Regions from separate parts of the Gossypium hirsutum genome. Here region 1 is linked to region 2. A link is a contact called in public Hi-C data. All regions are on one chromosome and are shown on one strand. The core of a region is the stretch at or near the end of the contact, and the rest is flanking DNA. Distances in the headings are between cores, read along the strand shown. Region 1 holds the start of LOC107916222 (ER membrane protein complex subunit 6). Region 2 holds the start of LOC107916225 (flowering time control protein FCA).

Evidence for each region. A called contact is a pair of places that touch in the nucleus more often than the background predicts.
Region 1: a Hi-C map of leaf shows a contact between it and region 2, with 3 times the contacts expected there. The contact joins the promoter of LOC107916222 here to the promoter of LOC107916225 in region 2. A contact is called at or near these places in 17 of 34 Hi-C or Micro-C datasets (callus, fibers, hypocotyl and 3 more).

Annotation. Positions count from the first base shown.
Region 1 is chrD10:53,423,503-53,429,921 of Gossypium_hirsutum_v2.1, forward strand. LOC107916222 (ER membrane protein complex subunit 6) reads right to left here and starts at 1,616. Exons shown (of 5, transcript XM_016845379.2): 1 at 1,482-1,616; 2 at 826-953; 3 at 542-737; 4 at 389-408. The coding sequence starts at 941. LOC107916220 (acidic leucine-rich nuclear phosphoprotein 32 family member A) reads right to left here. Exons shown (of 5, transcript XM_016845376.2): 1 at 6,343-6,419; 2 at 6,000-6,054; 3 at 5,841-5,897; 4 at 5,144-5,221; 5 at 4,369-4,997. The coding sequence ends at 4,501.
Region 2 is chrD10:53,288,383-53,294,761 of Gossypium_hirsutum_v2.1, forward strand. It overlaps LOC107916225 (flowering time control protein FCA), which reads right to left and starts at 2,793. Exons shown (of 19, transcript XM_041103269.1): 1 at 2,116-2,793; 2 at 1,658-1,740; 3 at 1,346-1,424. The coding sequence starts at 2,470.

The DNA.
Region 1 (6,419 bases), core at 366-2,865, 130 kb after region 2:
ATCGAGGTTGAATTCACCTCAACAAGGCTATCTCAAATTCGAGTAACCAAAACTTTTGTAGGATTTAAGAAAGTTTCATTATTCAATTAGACACTCGTAAGCTACTTGGACAAATATGATCATTGTTGTACTAGGCTTGAGCAAGCCATCAATTGAACTGAGCTTGAGTAGGTTCGAGCAGCTAACAACCTACTCGACTTGAATTTGCATATATAACGAATTCAAACTGAGCTTCAGCTTCTATACTTGTATTCATTTGAGCTCGAATCTTGTTTTGCGCAACCAATTTTGAGTTGAGCTCAAGTTTTTTTTCCGATCGAGTTCAATTAAGCATGATTACAGAACGCAATGTTGTGTAGAAAGTTTCTAAATCTAAAGAAAAGGATACGTCCAGAATAGCACAAATGACTGCAAAAATAAAAGAAGAATATAAGCCAAGGAAAAAGATGAAAGGTTAGGCAAAGCAAAAGAACAAAATTTAGATTCATTGAAGATATGGGAATACGTAAAGCAAGTCAAAACATAAAAGAAAAGGCTTTACCATAAGCCCACCCAAGAATCCATCGAGTATAATCCGATTCCAGCAATCAAAATAAGAATGAAGGGAGAACTTTGCCTTTGCTATGAGTCCAATTGAAGTAATTGCCATGACAATGAAATACAATATAAAACCCATAAAGCCTGTCAACCCTAAAATCCCAGCAATAGCCCCTCCGATTATCGACAAAAACGTTCGGCTGCAAATGAAACCACAATGCTTATCTCAAGTATTGGCTTTCAACACACAACTTTTAGTATCTTCACTAAATGTGAGCATAGACATACCTGTAATATACAACTTTCATGTTATTCTGCAAATTCTCTGCTCTAAAAGTTGATACATCATTCATAACTTCCTTTGATTTCTTCTCAGATGAACTTGAATCACCCTGTCCTGCCATTACCTGTCAATTCTGCAATCCAAATCCCAAAAATAATTCAGAACGACAAATTTTGAAATGATTTAAATCCGTAAAAAATCAAAGCATCAAACACTAATCAAAATGATTTGGAGTCAAAATAATCAATCCCATCCATCCAATTGACAGGCTTAGTATAAAGAAAACGAAAAAGAAATACCATATCGGTGAATTACCCAGTGAAGCACAAGCGAAATAGTTGAGAAACAATTATAAAGTCCTTACTGCGCTAATCTAAAAGATCAATGCAGCATTACTGATATGAAAAACAGATTCCGAAACATTTATCGTATTACATGTTCCTTTGACTACGGCAGAGCGTCTCAAATTTTGGAACTTCGATCAAAAGGCAGCATAGATATACATTATCAAATTTCGAAAATTTCAAGTGGTTAATATGAAAGAATATAAGAATTTTACATCCATGATAATCGAAACGTAGGGGATAGTAATGGATCTAAGCATCAACAAACCATTCAAAAACAGATAAGAGAATACAAAAAAAGAAAAAAAAGAGTTTACCCAGATGATCGGAGAATACGAGACACCCTTTTTTTCCTGTATTCTTCTACTGAGAATTTACTTCGAGATAGCCCACTCGAAATTTTTATTTTATTTTGATCAAGTCTTAAATAATCCCGTCTTTCCATTAAATGCCATTACACTCCCTTTACTTTTTCAAAATTATAAAAAAAATCCACAGAAATAAAAATTAGCATTTTTTTTTGGTTTTATTTTTTATGAATTATTGTTTAATCTTAATTAAACTAATTTTACAAGAGATGTATTTGTATCATCTTTTAAACATCCACATCGTGCGTATTTATCATTTTTATTATTCAATCTTTATTGTTTTGGGTAAATTAGTCGAATATGCCAATTTCAAAAGATATTAACGAAAGTAGGCCAATTTTGGAGAGAGAAACATAAAACGCATCCCTATTGCCATCTTTGCTGAAAAAGGACTTTTCTTAACGGTCAAAAAATCAAACTACTACGGTGTCCACCCACGCTTGGTTTTGGGTTAATTATTTATTTATTGACTAAATTATAGAGTAAAAATTTAAAGGTTATAATTTGCTCAAAGTTCTTATACTCTTTTCTTATTTGGAATTTAATCCTTCTACTTTTCGAATTTAAAAATTTAGATCCATCTGATAACGCTATTAAAATTATTTTGTTAAATTTGTTGTTGTGGCATTTTGAAATGAAAAAAAATACTCATTTGGTATCCATGTAAAAAAAAATAACATTGCAACGGACTTGAATTTAATAAAAATATTAAAATTCTAGAATAAATATTTGAATATTAAAATATGCTTTGAAATTTAGTATTTTTATTTTTATTTTTAGAAATTTAGCTCCTTTTCCTTTTAAATTTAAAAAATTCAGATCTAATTGTTAATACTATTAAATATTTTAAAATTAAAAAAAATTAATTGCAATGTATTTAAAAAAATGATATTGTAATGTATTTTAATTTAACAAATAACTTTAATAGCATTAATAACTCTAAAAAGTTACATCAGGATAATAATCAAAATAAAATATTTGAGTTAATAAATGACATTGTGAAAAATTGAGTTGCCAAATTACATCAAAAAGTAGAAGTATAAAGATTAAATTTTAAATTGGAGTGTAACATAAGGATTAAAACTGAAATTTGACTATTATTTCATAATCTAAAATTTGAGTGTAGCATAAGGACTAAAATTGAAAATTTATCATTATCCTATAAAAAAAATAGAGGCTATACCACATGTCAAGCATGAGGAATGTCCTTTGAACCTTCTTTTTATGATTGAGTGTAACTCAAGGATGAAAATAAAAAAATTATCATTATTATATAATTTTAAATTTGAGAATTTAAAATTTTCCTATAAAATGTAAAAAAGAAAAAAGGTAAATAATTTTTATATTTACATTATATTAAATTTTCGTCTATTATTTATTTATTTTATACTTTACCCATATATAATGTGTATAGGATTAGTATAAGCAATATTTTTGTGAAAAACAAATTGTTTTACTTCCCTTCTCATAAAGACTATCAAATTCTGTAAAATAAATAAATGATAATTATAGGTAGTTACAAATATTAGGAAAGATGTTTAAATTAAGGTGTAACAAAAATAGGTTTGATAATTTATCATAATTTTATAAAAAATTTAAATTAAAAATAATTATTATTTAATTTAATGTACTTTTAGGTAATATTACATTCCATCAACTAATCACTAAAATTCTTACATTCCCACCCATGAACCAAACAAGTAATGTAACATTTCCGATAATGGTTATATAATATTATATCCCCGTAACCATATTGCAAAAGTAATCCTACATTTTCGAGGATAAGGTAAGATTCTGGAATAGCATTCTATTTAGATTTCAAAGATTACTTTAAGTCGATAATATCACACTCCACTACTGCCAAGATTTTAAAATATAGGGGATAATCGATAATCTGAACACCACCTCTTCCTTAGTTAATCCTACATTCCCATGATAATGAGAGATTTTAGATAATTTTACCCCATTTGTAAAGACTTTGATTCGTTTTACTTAAATCAAAATGATAATTTTTTTATCCTTTGATATATTTTTAAAGTAGATGTATACATGTACCAGATTGAGCCAACACAAGAAGTTTCTACCTATTATCTTTACTCTAGCTTGGCCTGGAACTGCTGCTAGAGTAAGTACAAAAAGAAAAATTCCTATCACTTTTATATATATATATAAAGCCCCAGCTACTTATTCATCTTCGCTAATTTCAATTTATTTATTTAAAAACTAGATATAAAATAGTATAAGCTTAAATAGAAGTAACTTCTATACCAGAATGTGCTTTTAAATAATCTTATATTTTAGCTAAATGAATTTAAATAAAAGAATGTATAACGTTCTAAGTAATCTAATATTATGTGAACCCGAGGCGCTTTAAGGGTGCATTTAATTCAAGGAATATTATATTCTCAATAATAATGTGAGATTTTGGCGTATAATTCCCAAGTTTGAATTTCAGATATTACCAATAGTGTTAAAAGCTTCCCTAAAATGAAGAGTCTGGTTGCAACAATGGCTGCAGACGAAATGGAAGTAACCATGGGTTTTTTTTACTCTCAATTACTACTCACACTGTACTTGGTTTTGCTAGTGGTAGTGCTTAAAGGGCGAAGTGGACCTCAAAGAAAGCTAGTATTGTTTATCTATTACTCGGGATGACTGGGAGGAGTTTGGTTCTTCTAATTAAGCTGGCATTAAATTCTTGAATTATTGTTGATTCAACAAAAAATCAATGGTTGGGTCAGCTGAAGTGTTTTCTATCAGTAATTTTAACCTGCCATTGGAAGTGTTGTCATAGCAAGTGTGGGTCTTGAGGTTTGTAGATGATTTCCATTGCTCGTCTCAAAAATATAATTTCTTCATTTAATACTAAAAATAGTCATGAAATTTCATAAACATACAAACCTTACAAGAACACCTGCTCTCCCCTCTCAAACCTGAATACTGAGAGAGATTTAAGAAGAATGTTTACCTATTTAGAAACTTTTTGAGCTTTAAGATTCCTTCTACCTTCATTCCCAACACTACCTGATTTGTGCTTTGATTCTTCTATGTAATCGTCATCTCCAGCAACAATACCATCTTCAAAGATATCCACATCATCTTCTCCATCCCAATCCTCCTCCTCCAGCTCTTCATCATCATCAACTTCATATACATCATCACCATCATCATAATCTTCATCATCTTCGACTTCAGCTTCATCATCACCACCTGCACGAACAGTGTGCCAGTCGGGTGGAGGTGGACAATCCTCAGTGATTGCCTCGTCTCTTTTTATCACCAGATGCCGAATGACTCTTTCATCTTGGTCTAACATGGTCTTAAGCTCATTAATCCATCTAGCTTCCAACTCAAAGTTCATCAAGATGTAGTGGGCATTCTTAGCTTTCTTTATCTTGTATGCTAGTCTCCGAAGACCCCAATCATTCAATCTCCATAACCTGCCTTTCTTCTCCCTCAAGAAATCTGCAGATATAATATAAGAAATTTACACCAGGTTACCTTGAACTTTCTCATTGATTCTTTCAAAAGAATATGTTGGGAATTCAATAGAAGGATACTAATAGCCCAAAATGAAAAGAACAATAAGCATACAATTTACACCAAGTTACCTTGGACTTTCTCATTGACACTTTCAACCTCTTCATCATGCTTCTCATGAACTAAATAAACAACCTCGTAGTGCCGCACTGTATAAACAAGGAGAATAATGAATCATAACAAAGTGACCAGATGTCAAACAACATTGAAAAAAGAAAATCCACGTTATCCATACAATGATAAAAGGTTTGCTTCTCCATATTTGACAGAAATCAGAACCCCAAAATGCAACTTTGATATTACAAAGGCTAATAAAACCATGAGTTTCCCTGAATTATTCAACTCCCATTTTAAGATATTCATATTCCATTTCCTTGGAAGGCTGCCAAGATGTTGATATCTTTGGCCTCATATTCAGGAGTTCGATAAATCAATTTATACTTTCTAAAATCAGCTTTGAATCCAACACTTGCTGAGGTCTTTGTTAGTAGTGACATAAGTTCATCCTACAATTCATGAATCAAGAATTCTTGCAACAACATGGTCCGCTCAGACAAATACGAGGAGTCAATTAAACCATTTCAAAGATATTTTTCGCTTTTTAAAAGGCAAGAAGCAGAGAAAAGAGTATAATTGTGAAAACCAAATAAAAAGCTTGATGACTATGATAGAATAATAAAATTTTCAAGAAAACAACCATAAATTTCTTTATGTTTAATCCTATCATACTAGCAGAAACTACAAAGTAACTACGAGAAGTAGGCTTACTGCGTTCCAAGTTCAATGCGCTTTGCAGCTCAAGGTTAAGAGATTCATACAATTCTTCTGCAAATTTACAAACAATTTTCATGAGTACAACGCGGCTATATTTATTCATCTGAAATATAAAAGCAGGTTATACAAACTTAATGACCACAATTGACTTACGTTCTTCTTCGTCATCAAACTCTGGGAGAAGTCTACCATCTTCCTGAACTTTCTTCTGCAATTCAAAGAGAAAACCCACACCTCAACTTCCATGGAAAAAAAAAAAGATTAAGGAGCTAAAATTTCTCAAATGGAACACAAAAACAGTACGTGAAGCAGTGGCAGTTCACAATAAGAAAGCCTTGGCCTTTTCTTCTTACTAAGCAAAAAAAGGGGAAAAAACTCTTATCTTTACTAAACATAGATATATAACCCAATTGATATTGCAGAGTTATAATAACACAAAGAAAGAAAACATAAAAAGGAGAAAAAAAAGGAACAAGGGTTTATGCAGAAAAGAGACCTCTTTGAGAAGAACAGCTTCAGGGAAGAACCCAGTGGTCTCATCTGGCTTGGGGATAAAACTGTGACTGTCTTGCT
Region 2 (6,379 bases), core at 1,543-4,042:
ACAACAATTTCACGTAACCATGCTGCACAATTCTAGAATCCAAACCTCCATGTTGGTTTAAATTCAAACACATCCATTCCTCCACGCACATTACAACATTCACATTACACAACAGCATTCAAACCATGAAAAAGAAAATGAGTTCCCTGAATGAGAAATCCATCAGCATTCTCACTATCTGGCACAAAAGGCAAGCACTAATGATACAATCAACAATGGAAACTATAGATAAATAAATAAATAAAAACCAAGAAGCAACCAAAATCTGAGCAGGGCAGCAATTATATTATAAATGGGACATGACAGGTGGAATAAAATAAAAATCAATGAGTTCAAACTACACAATCCTATTGGTATCACATAAATTTAGGGAAATTCAAAAGAAAAAATGATTAGGGCAACCACAAAGCCAGCCTGGAGCATAAGCGCAAATTTGCTGATTAAATAACCAATGCTAACTGCTGCATCAGGTTGCAGTCACAAGATGCAGCAGCAGCAGCAACTAACTTTCTATTGTAGAAAAGAGAATTCCCACGGAACTTTTAGTAATATTATAAGGATAGAAATCGATACAGAAAATGAGCCGGCAACCAATATAGACTAGCCATCCAACCGATAAAAATAATTCAACCAACATGCCCAAATACAGAGTCACCAAAAAATCAACTCCCATGCACATAAATCAATCCCAAAAAAGTGTGATGCCTGTAAAGCTCCAAGTAACAAAGCATAGAATCAAGGAATTTGCAACACACAGAACTGAATAATCATCCATATCACATAAACATCCAAATTCAAATCCATCTAAACAGAATAAAACTGGTCCATAGAAATTTCAACCCCCGTATTAAAATAAGAATTACCAGATTCTCCAAGATAGAAGTCAACCACAGAAATCCTCCAACCAACAATATGACATAAACCATTCAACACAACAATCATAGAGTTACTTGTTTTTACATAATACAAAAGCAGCACATCCTTCAATGTATATATGTAGATATACTACAGTAATGGAAATAAACACTGCCATGAAAGTTTATTGTTGGCTAATGCCCTCACAACAGAATCCATTATTTCAAGGACAGGTTCCATTTCTGGTACAAGTTCCCTACTTTTTTCTATACATAAACCAGTTTTTAGCGAGTTTACATTTCTCTCCTTGTTTGACAGGAGTGACATAAAAAAAGGAGGTAGCAACCAAAACCAACAAGCGCGGAACTTGTATCAAAAACAAACTGAGACGAAGATGAGCTTAAGTTTGCTCCTATCAGCCTCTCAGCACACCTGAAATAAGATAGGTATAATAACAAATATCCAAGGATGAAACAACATTCATACATACCTTGAGGTAGGCCAGTTTTTTTATCTTTTATTAAAGCAACCTCTATCACATCTCCATGTTCTTCAAATAAGTGCCGAATCTGACAAAAGATGAATAAATAATATCATTTGTACAGGAAATAATACCAAAAAGTCCAAAATGCAAAATAGCTTAATATTACATGGCATTAATGCTTAAATGGTATTCATTCGATATATCGACATCCAGCATATGAAGATAAGTGAATCAAATTACATATCTGGAAGCAAAAGAAGAGTACAAACAGGAGTATGATAGTTTCAAAAGTATCATGCAAAAAATGAACTGACTTACATCCTCTTCTCTAGCCGTCCTTGGTACAGATCCCACAAAAAGTTTGGCAAAATTGCCCCCACCGCCAGCACCACCAAATCGATCTTGACAAAGCAAAAAGAAAATAAAAAAAAAGTATAAGTAGATAAAATACGTAATGTAATGGTCTGGGGATGCAATTATTATGGTCAGAATTCAGTAAAGAAGGATAAAATTCGAATATGGAAAGCAGAATTCAAGATAAATGATCTGTAGCTAAAACCATACATGCAGCCAAGGAACAAAAAATTCAAGTAAATATTGAGAACTTGGTAAATTTATACTTCAAAACGAAAGTCCATCAAATAGAAGCAAATGCTAAGGAAAATGCCCTAAAATCTTTGTATTGACGAATTATTCAATTAGTGGAAGCAGTAAATGAGTGAAAAATTACAATTGAAAAATATAAAATAACCTGGATTGTAAGCAACAAAACGAACCTCTGTTGGGGGAAACACCTCCACGGCCAGAAAATGGAAAAGGGCGTTTCTGTCCCGTATGAGCTGGCTGCAGATGATGCGGTGAAGGGTTTGGATAATTACCCTCAAAACCACCGGCCATAGGCCAAAAACCTCCCCCTCCTCCGCCACCTCCAATTGGCCGAAAGCCTCCACCTCCGCCAGCGCTGTTGTGATGCTGACGAGGAGGACTATCGAAGGGACGATGTCCTCCTCCTCCTCCACTGCCACGGAAGTTGCTAGGGCTACGTCGACGGTGTTGGTAGGGATCTTGGGCATCGAACTTATCGTTGAAATTAGTATTGGTATCGGTGTTAATGTTGTTATAGCGGCTCATAGGAGAAGCGTCGGAGAAACGCGAGGGTCCTCTATAGTAACGGTCGTGATTATTGTTATTATAGTAAGAGTCTTGGTTGTTGTTGGTGGTGGTGTTGTTGCCATCGCCATAGCGGTCGGCTCTGTACCTATCCAGCTTTGCTGAGTGTGTTTAAGCTCAAAGTTGAAGCCCTAAACTTGAAATTTGCAGAAATTAAAACAAAGAGAAAATGTTACTAGCAAAAACAAGTTGAAAGAAGAAAATAGATAGAGACCAAAAAGTACGCAAAGTGAAAGAGAATTTTGGTTGGAGTTTTCAAGGGGGCAAAGCAGGTCAGGTCAGGGCAGGACAAGTCTCTTTATATGAAGTAGTTTCTGGGCTCCCTAATAATGGCCCAAATTAATTGTTTTGGTCTTTTAGAGGTCATTTAGCCCAATCTGAATGAAGTTTGAGTTTGATTTTTCGTGCTCTACATCATGAGTTCATTGCCATCTACCAACAAAATATCAGTTCACTCATACGGAGCTTCATTAGAGTCAAACTGAAAATTAAAGTTCGAGTTTTGCTTCTCTAAATATATGCTTTCACATGTAGGAAAACCCTGCAATCACCAACTAAAGTTTGTAAAAGGTGGGGGGTTTTTTACTAAATTATTATAAAAAAAATAAAAAATAACCAAAATATTATAACTTTTTTTTATTTATCAAAATATTATAAATTTTTTTTATTTATCAAAATATACAAAAAAAAAACAAAAACCTGCAAAAAAAAAAACCTGTGGCGGCGCCAAAGGTGCCAAAGAGATTGGCGGCACCAATGGTGCCAAAGAACTAAAATGTAACTATCTGCAGTTTCAAGGACTTGACATGTAAATTTACCATTTTGAATTTTAAAAGTGAATTGATGCCGCTATGGGGCGCACTAAAATTGAAATGTGGCTAATTGCCTTCTAAGCCCTCCTTATTTATTATTTTTTTTATTTTCCTTTAACTCACTTTTTTATTTAATAAACAAGCCCTCAACCTATTTTTGTAGTTAAATAAGCTCTTAATCTATGATTTTTACTCATAAAAGCCCTTTATTTTATTATTAAAATAAATATATTTTACCTAAAGTAAAGCTATTTAAAAAAGTATAAACTAATTCGCATTTTATGTATTATTTTGGTAATTTGATGAGAATAGTTTATTTAAAAAATTTACTAAATTTGATGAGAATAGTTTATAATTATAATTTATTTTTTCTATTTGGGTTACATTTATGGGTGATCAGTTTTATTATTACTTCTGGTTTTTCAATAAGGCATGCATGGTATTTCTATTAATTTTTTAATTAAATCTAATATTAGTTAAGTGATAATTAAGATACTTAGAATTCTAATTAAGTAATAACTCTATTTTAATTTAATAAACTATTCTCATCAAATTACTTAATAACTTTATTTTAATTTAATAAACTATTCTCATCAAATTACCAAAATAGAGTTTATTAAATTAGAGTTTATTAAATGAGAATAGTTTATTAAATTAAAATAGAGTTATTATTTAATTAGAATTCTAAGTATCTTAATTATCACTTAACTAATTAGAGTTTATTACTTAATTAAAATAAGGAGGGCTTAGAAGGCAATTAGCCACATTTCAATTTTAGTGCGCCCCACACGCACAGCGGCAGCAATTCACTTTCAAAATTCAAAATGTTAAATTTGCATGTCAGGTCCTTAAAACTGCAGATAGTTACATTTTAGTCCTTTGGCACCATTGGTGCTGCCAATCTCTTTGGCACCTTTGGTGTCGCCACAGGTTTTTTTTTGTAGGTTTTTGTTTTTTGTTTTTTTGGTATATTTTGGTAAATAAAAAAAATTTATAATATTTTGGTAAATAAAAAAAAGTTATAATATTTTGGTTATTTTTTTATTTTTTTATAATAATTTAGTAAAAAACCCTAAAAGATGATTTACCTTACTTGAATTCGTTACTAAGCTAATGACTGTCATAAAGAGAGCAAGGTTGAGTCCATCCTAGAGGGCAAACGGTTCTGCTTTGGTGCTTGTAGCTCTCGGGATGCATCTAAACGACCCTATAACCCAATCCCTAAATGATTTCTAATAACAGTTCCCGCCCCGACACAACCAGGGTTCTTAAGCACAAAACCATCCATGTTAACCTTAACAAAGCCAAGTTTAGGTTTTTGCCATCTAAGAGGGATGAAACAAGTTTGTGGAACTCTTTTAATACTACCCGCAGCAAAAAATTTTGTTGCTTTTCCTTTAGTCAAGTTGACGAGAAGATTAGGATTTGGATTGTTGGTAAAGAGTAAGACGTTTCTCAATTGACAAATCTCTTATAGCATGAACGTAAACATTAAGGGCCACGGGATTTTTGGCTTAACCAGCCAAGCTTTTTCAATGATGTTCAAGTCAAGCCAATCGGTCTAGTTACTATCCCAGTAGGATCTTAAGGGAGCATGATTTTTAACAGTCGATCACCACCCCTTAGTTATTGTGCATTCTCTAAAGATATGCTCGATTGTTTCCGGGGAGTTTTTACAAAACAAGCAGTCCCCTATTTCATTTAATCACATTCCCCAGTGTTTGAGGAAGTCTTTTGTCAGGATGATTTTCTTGAAGTATTTCTAGAGAAAGAATTGAAGCTTGGGTGGTAGTTTTGCTTTCCAAAGATTTTTCCAATGTTGTTCTGACAGGTTGAGATTTAAACTTCTGGTTTCTTGACCATGGATCGTTTCATAGGTGCTTTCCAAAGAAAATTTTCTCGAGTTTGTTAAGTTCTAGTAGATTGTTCACGCTTTATATGGGGGAAAGGGCGCATAGGAAAATCTGTAGTATATCCTTAGGAATTTGAAATGTTAAGGCCTTTCATTTTCATGATCGTAAATGAAAGGTTAGCATCATCACAAGTGAGTAGGCCAATTATGATTTTTCTTAAAGGGCTAAGGCCCAACCAGTTATCTAGCCAAAATCTAGTATTTCCACCATATTTGATTACCCATCTCAAGCCCTTTTCATTAAAATGACTAGTCTTTTGAAAGGCTTTCCAAATAGGTGATGTGGTGCGATTATGATGATATGGATTTTAGGTTTTCATATACTTGGTGAGAAGAACTCTTGCCCACAAACTCCCCCTCTCGTGAATAAGTCACCAACTAAGGTTGACCATTAAAGCATGATTTCTCTTTTTTGCTTTCTTATACTAATCCACTAAAGGGCTTTGGTTTAGTGATAGTATCCTAGCTAGCTAGGTGGAGTTTCCTCTTTACTTCTATTCCTCCCAAAGGAAATTTCTGTTAATTTGGTCAATCATTTTTCATATAAAGGTTGGGAGGAGATTTACTTGCATGAAATAAGTAGGGATAAAAGTTGTGGTAGCTTGAATGAGTGTAAGCCTTCCAACTGGGGAAAAGAGGTTGGCTTTCCAAGAGCTAAGATTATCACTGTAACACCTTATACCCAACCTGATCGACGGGTCCGAATACAAGATGTCACATTAACTCTGAAACAAACTACGAACAAATTTCAACTAATTTGTAAAACTAACATAACTAAAACCACCAAATATGTTTTTATTAATCATACTTAACTTAGTTGAACTACTAAATGAACATACACTTATCAACATCTAGATCAAAAGTCTTAACAAGTGGACTTATGTACAATTAACAATAATAGTTCTAATATTTTTAATCAATTTATCTTCGTTGTAAATAAAATACTACAATTTATATTTAGTTAAAAAAAGAAAATTTTGACATTGAGGCTCTACCTCTAGGTCGCCCCACTATATGCGTGTTACAGCTAAGTTTAACACCCATAACCCATACCCGTCGTCGAATTAGGATTGCGGCGTATTACAGTACAATCTAGAACAATCAATAACAATGGCATCAAGTTTACCAAAATAATTAAAAATTTCG